Linked DNA regions of Rattus norvegicus: region 1 is linked to region 2. The links are chromatin contacts, called in public Hi-C maps. All regions are on one chromosome and are shown on one strand. Each heading gives the region's core, a stretch centred on a gene start, on an enhancer-like site or on the middle of the called end of the contact. The rest is flanking DNA. Distances are from core to core; before and after follow the strand shown.

Region 1 (4,211 bases), core at 563-3,062, 39 kb after region 2:
CGTTGATTTGAGTAGGATAGTTGGCCAGTGATCTCCAGGGATCCATCCATCTCCACCTCCCTAGTGCGGAGACCATGACTTCATACCACACACCCAGCGTTTTCTTGGGTTACATAGCCCCCGGGGGCCAGGCAGATGCCGAGATCACAGGTGTGCACCTCCATGGCCTGCTCACAGTTCCTTAATTACATAGTACCCTTTGCTTCTGCAAGAAGGGAGAGAGGAAGGAAATGTTAAATGAGCACCTACTGAGTGCCAAGTATTTCCCTCATTTTCTTTCTAATGTAGCTGTGAGATAACATGGCCAGTGGTGAGCATTTGGTCAGAGACACAAGAAGACAGAAGGATCAAATGGGGATGGGCTCAGATGGCTGGGGAGGAGGTGATAAAGCGGATAAAGGTTCTGCTCTGACTAAGGACTTGGGAGCCCAAGCATGAAACCTTTCTTCCACACTATGCCTGCTGGAAACACCTACATCCCCTCGAGCGATGAGCTCACCCGTCTTTGGCGCTGACCGCCGCCTCTCTGCTCAGTCCAGGCTGGGCCAAGCTACCATTCCTACAGGAGGAATATAGCAATAACAGCAATCTCGTTTTTCTTCTTAAAATAATACCGTGTGTTCTGCCAACAAGCAGGGAGCTGCCAACGAGCAGGAACAGTTGTGGGAAGTCTGTTCCCTGGGCCAAAGCAGCCAACAAAGGCAGCCCTCAGAGGACCTCGAACTCCTGACTGCAGATCTCATCTTTCCTGTCCCTGAGGGAGGGGTGCTCACCTTCAAATCCCCATCCCTACCTCTCCAGGGAAGGGGATGCTGTGGCCAGGACCCCATTCTCTGCTCACTGGTGCTTCTCTTTCTCTAGAACCCAGAGAAACATCCGTGAGGAAAGGATTAGGGGAGCAGGAAGAGTTTAATCCCCCCCTCTTTTTCTCTCCTTCCCTTCCCCCTTCCTTCTCTCTCCCTTTCTTTTTTTTCCCTCCAACAAGCCCACCCCCAATCCCTTTAAAAAAAAAAGTCCTCATTTGCTTAAAGGTCTAAGTGCCTGGAAATTTCTTCTCTGTGCGAACATTACCCACTTCCTGGCTGGAGGGACGGAAGGACTCGGAGAATTCGAAGGATATTAACCAGATTCATAATGGACCCAGCAGTATAAACATGTCTCAAGTGCAGACAGAAATGCCACAAGCCCCTACTCCGCTTAATGTAAAACATACACCCGTTGTGTCTGCGTTCCCACTTCACAAATAAACAAGGTGGAGAGATGGACTCAGAAAGTCTCCCCGGAGAGCCAGGTGCCTCTGTTCATGGCAATTTGGAGGCTTCCAATGCCCACAAATAAGCCAGAAAAGAACACTTAATGTAGCACTGCAGACCCCTGCCAAGAGTCAAGCAAACAGAAGCCTTGGACAAATGGTCGGCAGCTGGTCCCAACCTTCATAGCGATGGCTCAAGTGGCAAAGTGGGGTCTGGGGATCCCTTGGAGGAAGTTGGTGAAATGTGCCCAAAAAGCAGGGCCTGTAGAGGGTGGTGAATTTAGCTTCGAGCCTTGAGATTTTCCTCCTTGGCTACCGCAATGGCTTCCAGGCGTATTCTATCCCTCCATGCATAGCTGGGTTCTTATCTCCGAAATGGGGACGGCCATCCCAGTCCTGTGGATGTCACAGCAGGATCTCAAGGGCGCCAGGGGGCAGGTACATCCATGTCCTGGAAGAGAAATGACCATTCCTGATTGAGTTGTTTGTCTTTGTCTCCTGCCATGGATCTCTGCAAATCTAAACCCAGAGGGACCTTGTTCCCATCACAAAGTCTAAACATGTTGAAACAGTGCCATGGGCTCAAAGGCCAGGAGTGTGGGGAGCACCAGAGTGGGCTGTGAGCTGCTCAGGTAGACCTGGAGGTTCTGTCAGTGGGGCTGCCTGGTCACTACTGCAGGGGTAGGGTAGAGGTGGGGTTGGGAGGAGGGGGAGGAAGAGAGGTTCCAGGTGGAGGATGGGCTTAGCCTAGACTTCCTGTGTCCTGCTGTGTGCTGTGAGTCAAATTCTTTAGCCCTCCTGAACCCCAGGTTTCTTAGTAGCTGAATAGGGAGCAACACTTCCCTTGAGGAAGAATTTGGAGGCTGAGGGAATAGTTTAGTGGATAAAATGCCTGCAGGGCAAACAGGAGGACTGAGCTCAGATCTCCAGGCCCATCTTAAGAACTGGGTATGAGGGCAGCATCTATAATCACCTGGGATGGGAGCAGAGAATGGAGCCAGGAAGGTCATTGGCCAGGCAGTTTGGGTGAGTCAACGAGCTACAGGTGAAGAGAGATGCTGTTTTTAAAAAAGTAAAAAGTGGGGGCTGGGGATTTAGCTCAGTGGTAGAGCGCTTACCTAGGAAGCGCAAGGCCCTGGGTTCCGTCCCCAGCTCTGAAAAAAAGAACCAAAAAAAAAAAAAAAAAAAAAAGTAAAAAGTGCAGAATGAAGTAAAAAGTGCAGAATGATGGAAGATACCCAATGTCAATCTCTGGCCTCCATGTACACACACATGCACACACACAACACACACATGCACACATACAACACACATGCACAAATTACAACATACACAATGAATACATATATAACACACATGCACACATATAGCACACACATGCACAGATTACAACACACATTCGTACACATAGAACAATGCATATGTGCCCACATACCGCACACATGGTACACATACAACATATGCACATCTACACTGCGCACATGTACACATGCAGTGCACACATGCAACACGCACATGCACACATACAACACACAATGCACACATATACACTCATTCACACACACAGCACACACATGCACACATATAACACACACATGCAGACAAACAACGCACACACATAACACACACATACAGGCAAACAACACACACATGCACACATACAACACACACACACCACAGGATTTGAGCTTCCAATGGTATCATCTTTCTATGTGCTTAGGGCTGTATTGAGCAGCAGGTAGTCAGCCATGTCTGCTGCTGAGTTTGTCAGGTAAACTCTGATCGTCGACAGCAAGAGAACACTAGAGATGACCAGAGGACAACAGTGAGGCTCATGGGTAGACACCATCTGACAAAAACTATCCATAGTCAACTAGAATTTATTTATTTATTTATTTGTTTGTTTGTTTGTTTATTTATTTATTTATTTATTTATTTTTGGTTCTTTTTTCCGGAGCTGGGGACCGAACCCAGGGCCTTGCGCTTCCTAGGCAAGTGCTCTACCACTGAGCTAAGTCCCCAGCCCCTTATTTTTTATTTAAACATTTATATTTATTCATTTGTGTGTGTGTGTGTGTGTGTGTGTGTGTGTGTGTGTGTGTGTGTTGAGGTGGTGTTTAAGTATGCTACAGTGTGCATGTAGATGTCAGAGGATACCTTTCAGGGGCCGTTCTTGCCTTCCACTTCATTGGGTAAGGTCTCTCTTGTTTTTGCCACTGTGCAGAGTACTCTAGGCTAGCCGGTCAGAAAGCTCCCAGACCACTACCTCCTCCCACTACCTCCCATTCAGGTAACAGAAGACTAAGATGAATGCCACCACACCCCACTTTTTTTTTTTTTTATGTGAGTTTCAGGGATTGAACTCAGGCTTACATGGCGTGGAGGTTTGAATGAGAAATATTCCCAATAGGCTTGGGTATTGAGCACTTGGTCCCCAGCTGGTGGCACTGTCTTGGGAAGAGGTGTGCCCTTGTTAGAAGAAGTATATCTTTGGAGCAGGCCTTGAGAGTTCATAGCCTTGCCCCATGCATTAGTGTCTCCCTAAGGGAACAGAACTGATAGGATGAACTAAAAGACAGTGCTGGGGTCCTTGGAAGTCCTGGAGAGCTCCTGGTCTTCCGTCCTCATTGGCGTCCCGAAGAGGTAGGTTCTGACACCTGAAGTGGGAACTTAAGGGTTCGTTGGATGGTGTTTAGCGGGGGCAAACACTTGAAGGGACGTTTAGCCGAAGCGGACACAGGTGAGAGACTAAGGCAGACTCGTGAAGGCATGTCGTGCCGTGGCAGACACAGGTGAAAGGATGTTCTGCTAAAGCAAGCATGGGAGAGGATACGTGACGATGGATTCTTTGCTAGCGGCACACGTGTATTGGTACGCCTTCCATTTTGTAATTGAGCTGCATCTGTCGGAACGCCATATAGAGAAACGCACCAAAAAAACTTCTGGCGGCGAATGCAGT
Region 2 (4,200 bases), core at 210-2,709:
AGTTTCACAGCAATCTCATCCCTGTAGCTATGAGCATCTGGGCAAGTCACTTCCCTTTCATGGACGTTCGTTTCCTTTTGTAAAATGAAGGTCGGTATCGTCTTTTTCACAGAGTTGCTTTAGGGTCACACTCAGCGCGGCATGGGCAGTAGAGCAAGTGTAGCAGTGGGCACTTGGAAGGAGATAAAGTCTCGGAGGTGGGGAGGTGGACAGTTGGTACAGTGCTTGCCACACAAACATGGGGGCCTCAGTTTGAGCCCCAGCACCTGTGTCAAAACACTGGCTGCAGCGGACTCTTTGCACCTGTAACCCCAGCACCAGGGAGGGGGGAAAGGGTCACTTGGGGGTCACTAGCCAGCCCTCCTAGCCCAGTCAGTGACCTCCAAGTTCAGTGAGAGACCCTGTCAAAAAACAAAACAAAACAAAAAACCAAACCAAACCAATCAATCAAACAAACAAAAACACCCAGGGTGGACAGCTCTCGAGGAAAGACACTGGAAGTTGACCTCTGGCCTCCACACACATGGGCACATGCGTATCACAAAAGGGATAGGGGTTTTAGAATCACGTTTGCCTGTTTGTTTATTTGTGTACGTGTATGAAAGTGGGTGTGGGTTTGGATGCACGAGTCCTAGCAATCATGTGGAGGTCAGAGGACAACTTGTCAGCTCTCTCTTACTATGTAGGTTTCTCAGCCAGAACCCAGGTTGTCCTGCTTGGCTGTAAGTGACTTTACCCACTGAGTCATCTCACCAGCCCCAAAGACAGTATTCTATTTGCAAAAATAGACGCAAGGTGCTGTAAATAGTTAGCACTTTCTTTGGGTGGTGGTGGTGCTGGGGGTGCAATGATCCGGGACGGAAGGTCTCAAACATACCAAGGCCACCACTCTTCCACAGAGCCACAACACCAGCCAGAGAGTGATTTAAAACAAAAACAAAATAAAGCAAAAACTTAGGGCTGGAGAGACGGCTGCTCTTTCAGAGACGTTTCTAGGTTCTGCATACAGGATCTGGATACAGTTCCTAGGCCATCTCTCTCCTTCCCGTCTCCAGCTCCAGGGCATCTGATGCCTCCAGCCTCTACAGGCACATGCATGTGCACATACCCACACACAAACATATATAATTAAGATAAGATAAAAATTTAATAACGTTATTAACAACAATAAAAACCTAGAGTCACTTCGCTGGTAGAGAAGTGAACGCCCACTCGACCCAGAAGTCGCCACTGTAGTGGAGTGTTGCTGCCACCAGGTGGCAGTGTTGGCAAGCACACAGCTTCTTTAGGGGCTGCCAGGCACGAAGAGGAAGAGTTTTATTCCAGTTTAAACTTTTATTTAGAATGTAGATACCTTAACAGACCACCTAACCCCACGTGCCTTCACCTCAGGGGATAGAGGGCGAGAGACGGGGGAAGAACTCTGCCCAAGATCACAGCATGCCAGCATGGCGGCAGTTGGGGCGCCGATCTTCTAGTTGGGAGCAGGGCAGGGCAGGCTCCGGCAGGGCAGGACAGGGCCGGATAGATAACAGGAACTTGAGAACTCCAGGTCCAATCTTAGTATCTCAGTTTTCAGAGAAGCACGTGGGGTCCCCCAAAGGCTCATAAACCCCATTACCTGGGGAAAGCTGCCCCGGAGTACACAGAAGCCGAACTGTAAAGCCTGTACCTCAGTTATGGCTTGTTCGTCAGCTAGCGTCACAGGTTATGAGAAACCGTACCATCCCCAACCTCAGGGACTCAAGGAGCAGCTCCCATATCAGCTCTGTCTCTCTGTCTCTCTGTCCCCAGTGTCTCATGCACCCTCCTGCCTCCACCTCCAAATTTGAGAATTCCAGGCAAGCACCACTATGCCCGACTTTGTACTCAAAACTAGGGTTTCTTTCAGGCTACCAAGCACTTTACCAACGGAACTATGTCCCCAGCCCTTTCTTTTTATACTTTTTATGAGACAGGGTTTCACTATATATCTTAGACTGTCCTGGAAGTCACTGTGTAGACCAGGTAGCCTCAGTTCATAGCAATCCTCCTGCCTCAGGCTTCGTAGTGCTCGTGTAGCATGTGAGCTACTACTTCGGGTTGGCGTTTTCAGACAAGGGTCTGTTGGGTGTGTTGTTCTTTTGTAGGATGGATGACAAGAACCTCTGTTTCTTGGGACTGTGAGCTGGCTTAGCCATTAAAGGTGCTTCCGGCTAAGCCTGACACCCAAGTTTGATCCTAGGCACCCACATCATGGAAGGAGAGAATTAGCTCCGGCAAGATGTTCTGTGGCCTCCTCAACTTCATATGCGCCCTCCATATGCAGAATAAATTAAAATATAATTTAAAAAAGAAGGCTCTTTGGCGCCCTAACCGTTCACCTTCACTGGGTCATATTGGTACACGTGACTATACCCAGTTCAGCTGAGACCTCTGGGGCCTAGGGAGGGAAGCAGCTCACCTTGGGTCACACAGTATTTGCTGAATCTGAGCTTTTTGCTCTTTGGGAGCTGGTCGTGTTGGGTGGGAGAAGACGGAGGTGACCCACCTCCGTGGTTTGTAACCTCTGAAGGGTCCTTTGTCCTACATGGGAGAGTGGTTCAGGAACAGCATGCTCTGCGCAGACGCAGAACCTCCTTGCCCCCGCTCCCCCACTGCAGCTCCCCATGAGTTCCTTTCCAGAGCACTCACTGAGTAGGTTGCTAGTGGAAATGTGGTTTTCAAATTTGGGAAATCTCCATTAAGTCCTTTTATTTAAGGAGGATGTCATTATCACGCCTCCCCGAGGACTATTACGGTTCTATTAGGCAAGGCCGCAGACTTCCTAGGTACTGTCTGGGGTCTGATTCCTGGGCAGGAAAATACGAGACAGGAAGAAGGGGGGCAGGGAGCGGGAGAGAGAAAACGGGATGCGGAGCAGGCAGGAGGGAGGAGAGGAGAGGGGTGAAGAATCAGAGAATGCAAGAGGGAGCCTGGAAGGCGAGAGATGAGCGCGCCCCCTAGTGGTGGAGGGAGCGCGGGGAGTCCCGGAGCCAAGTGGCCACCTGCTCCTCTTTGAGGTTCAAAATGAAACCGCAGAAAAGCTGTCTGGATCCTACTCGCTGCACAGTCAGGGAGGGGCCGCAGGGGAGTCCCCGTGCCCTCGAGCTGCTGCCCACCCTCGGAGTCTTGGTTCAGATCTTGGAGGGGCTTAATTTAGGATGTCCAGCGACAAAGTTAACTAAAGAAGGCAGTTCTGGAAACCAGACCTGGGCTCCGTGGCACTGGCCTTCCTGACCGCTCTGAGACATCTTTGCCCTGGAGGCTTGACACTTCCCTCTGCTCTGTGCTGTGTCCTTGTCACCTGGTAGGTCCTCAGGGCGCGTTTGCATTCCGAAGCCTGAGAGAGATGGGAAAATGGTTCCTCTGACGCTTCTTGTCCCTTGTACTCAGAGCTAAGTCATATGGTTTGAATTGCTCTCAGCAAAGCTTGCTGACCCTCGATGTCTTCCGATTATCCTACTGAGGACCCCCATCTCCACCCCCAACCCACCTCCTGGGTAGAGTTTAGGGAGGGTCAGGAGCCACATGGCAAGCATCTAACACTCATTTGACTAAATGGGAAAGAGGAAAATATATTTCCCTCCAGGGACCCGTGTGTTAGGGGTTACCAGCCCAGGCTGGAAACATTCACCTCCAAGCAGGAAGGCTGCTACTTGGAGGAGAACATCCGGACTGGACAATTCCCTGCTTGTGGGTCCCACGGGTGTAGGCAACCTCCTTCCGGTGATCCCCTGTCTGTTGAGAGTTGCCTTGGATCCTGAGCCCGAGGCCAGGACCCCCTCTTTGCACTCTCCTTACCCTGTGAGAGCTAGCCCTGTGCCCCTGGGGTGCCCCTGCCTTGGAGCTCCTGTGCAGGAGTGATTAATGAGGCGGGGATAAAACCTTTCTCCCCCAGCTGTGTCAACAAGCCCCTATGGCCTTTCAGGCTTCAGGGATGGGGAAGCAGCCTCGTTCCCTAGGCCTGTTCTCCCTCTACCTTGGGCTCCCTGTGATGACTATGATTTTATGATGCCCACAACACTTGATATTTGCTGAGAGCACTGAGAGGGGAGGAAGTGAAGTCCCTCCTCTCTCTCTCTCTCTCTCTCTCTCTCTCTCTCTCTCTCTCTCTCTCTCCCTCTCAGCTGTGTGAGCCATAGGATGTGACAGCACTGTCATTGGCTGACAAGGAACAAC

The links. Hi-C and Micro-C count contacts between places; a contact is called where the count stands out from the background.
Region 1: a contact with region 2 is called in a Hi-C map of liver, with 5 times the contacts expected there. The contact joins two enhancer-like sites. A contact is called at or near these places in 5 of 12 Hi-C or Micro-C datasets (the Rat2 cell line, kidney, liver and 2 more).

What each region holds. Positions count from the first base shown.
Region 1 is chr10:87,293,294-87,297,504 of GRCr8, forward strand. It overlaps LOC102546446 (a long non-coding RNA gene), which reads right to left. Exons shown (of 3, transcript XR_010055459.1): 3 at 1,414-1,703. Among named protein-coding and RNA genes, the nearest start is that of Meox1, 42 kb to the right of the region's middle. Within about 2 kb of position 1,813, at least 4 of the 93 cell types and tissues checked have an H3K27ac peak or open chromatin away from gene starts, as enhancers often do. A contact at or near this core is called in liver, where this site is marked.
Region 2 is chr10:87,254,917-87,259,116 of GRCr8, forward strand. No RefSeq gene overlaps it. Among named protein-coding and RNA genes, the nearest start is that of Etv4, 35 kb to the left of the region's middle. Within about 2 kb of position 1,460, at least 7 of the 93 cell types and tissues checked have an H3K27ac peak or open chromatin away from gene starts, as enhancers often do. A contact at or near this core is called in liver, where this site is marked.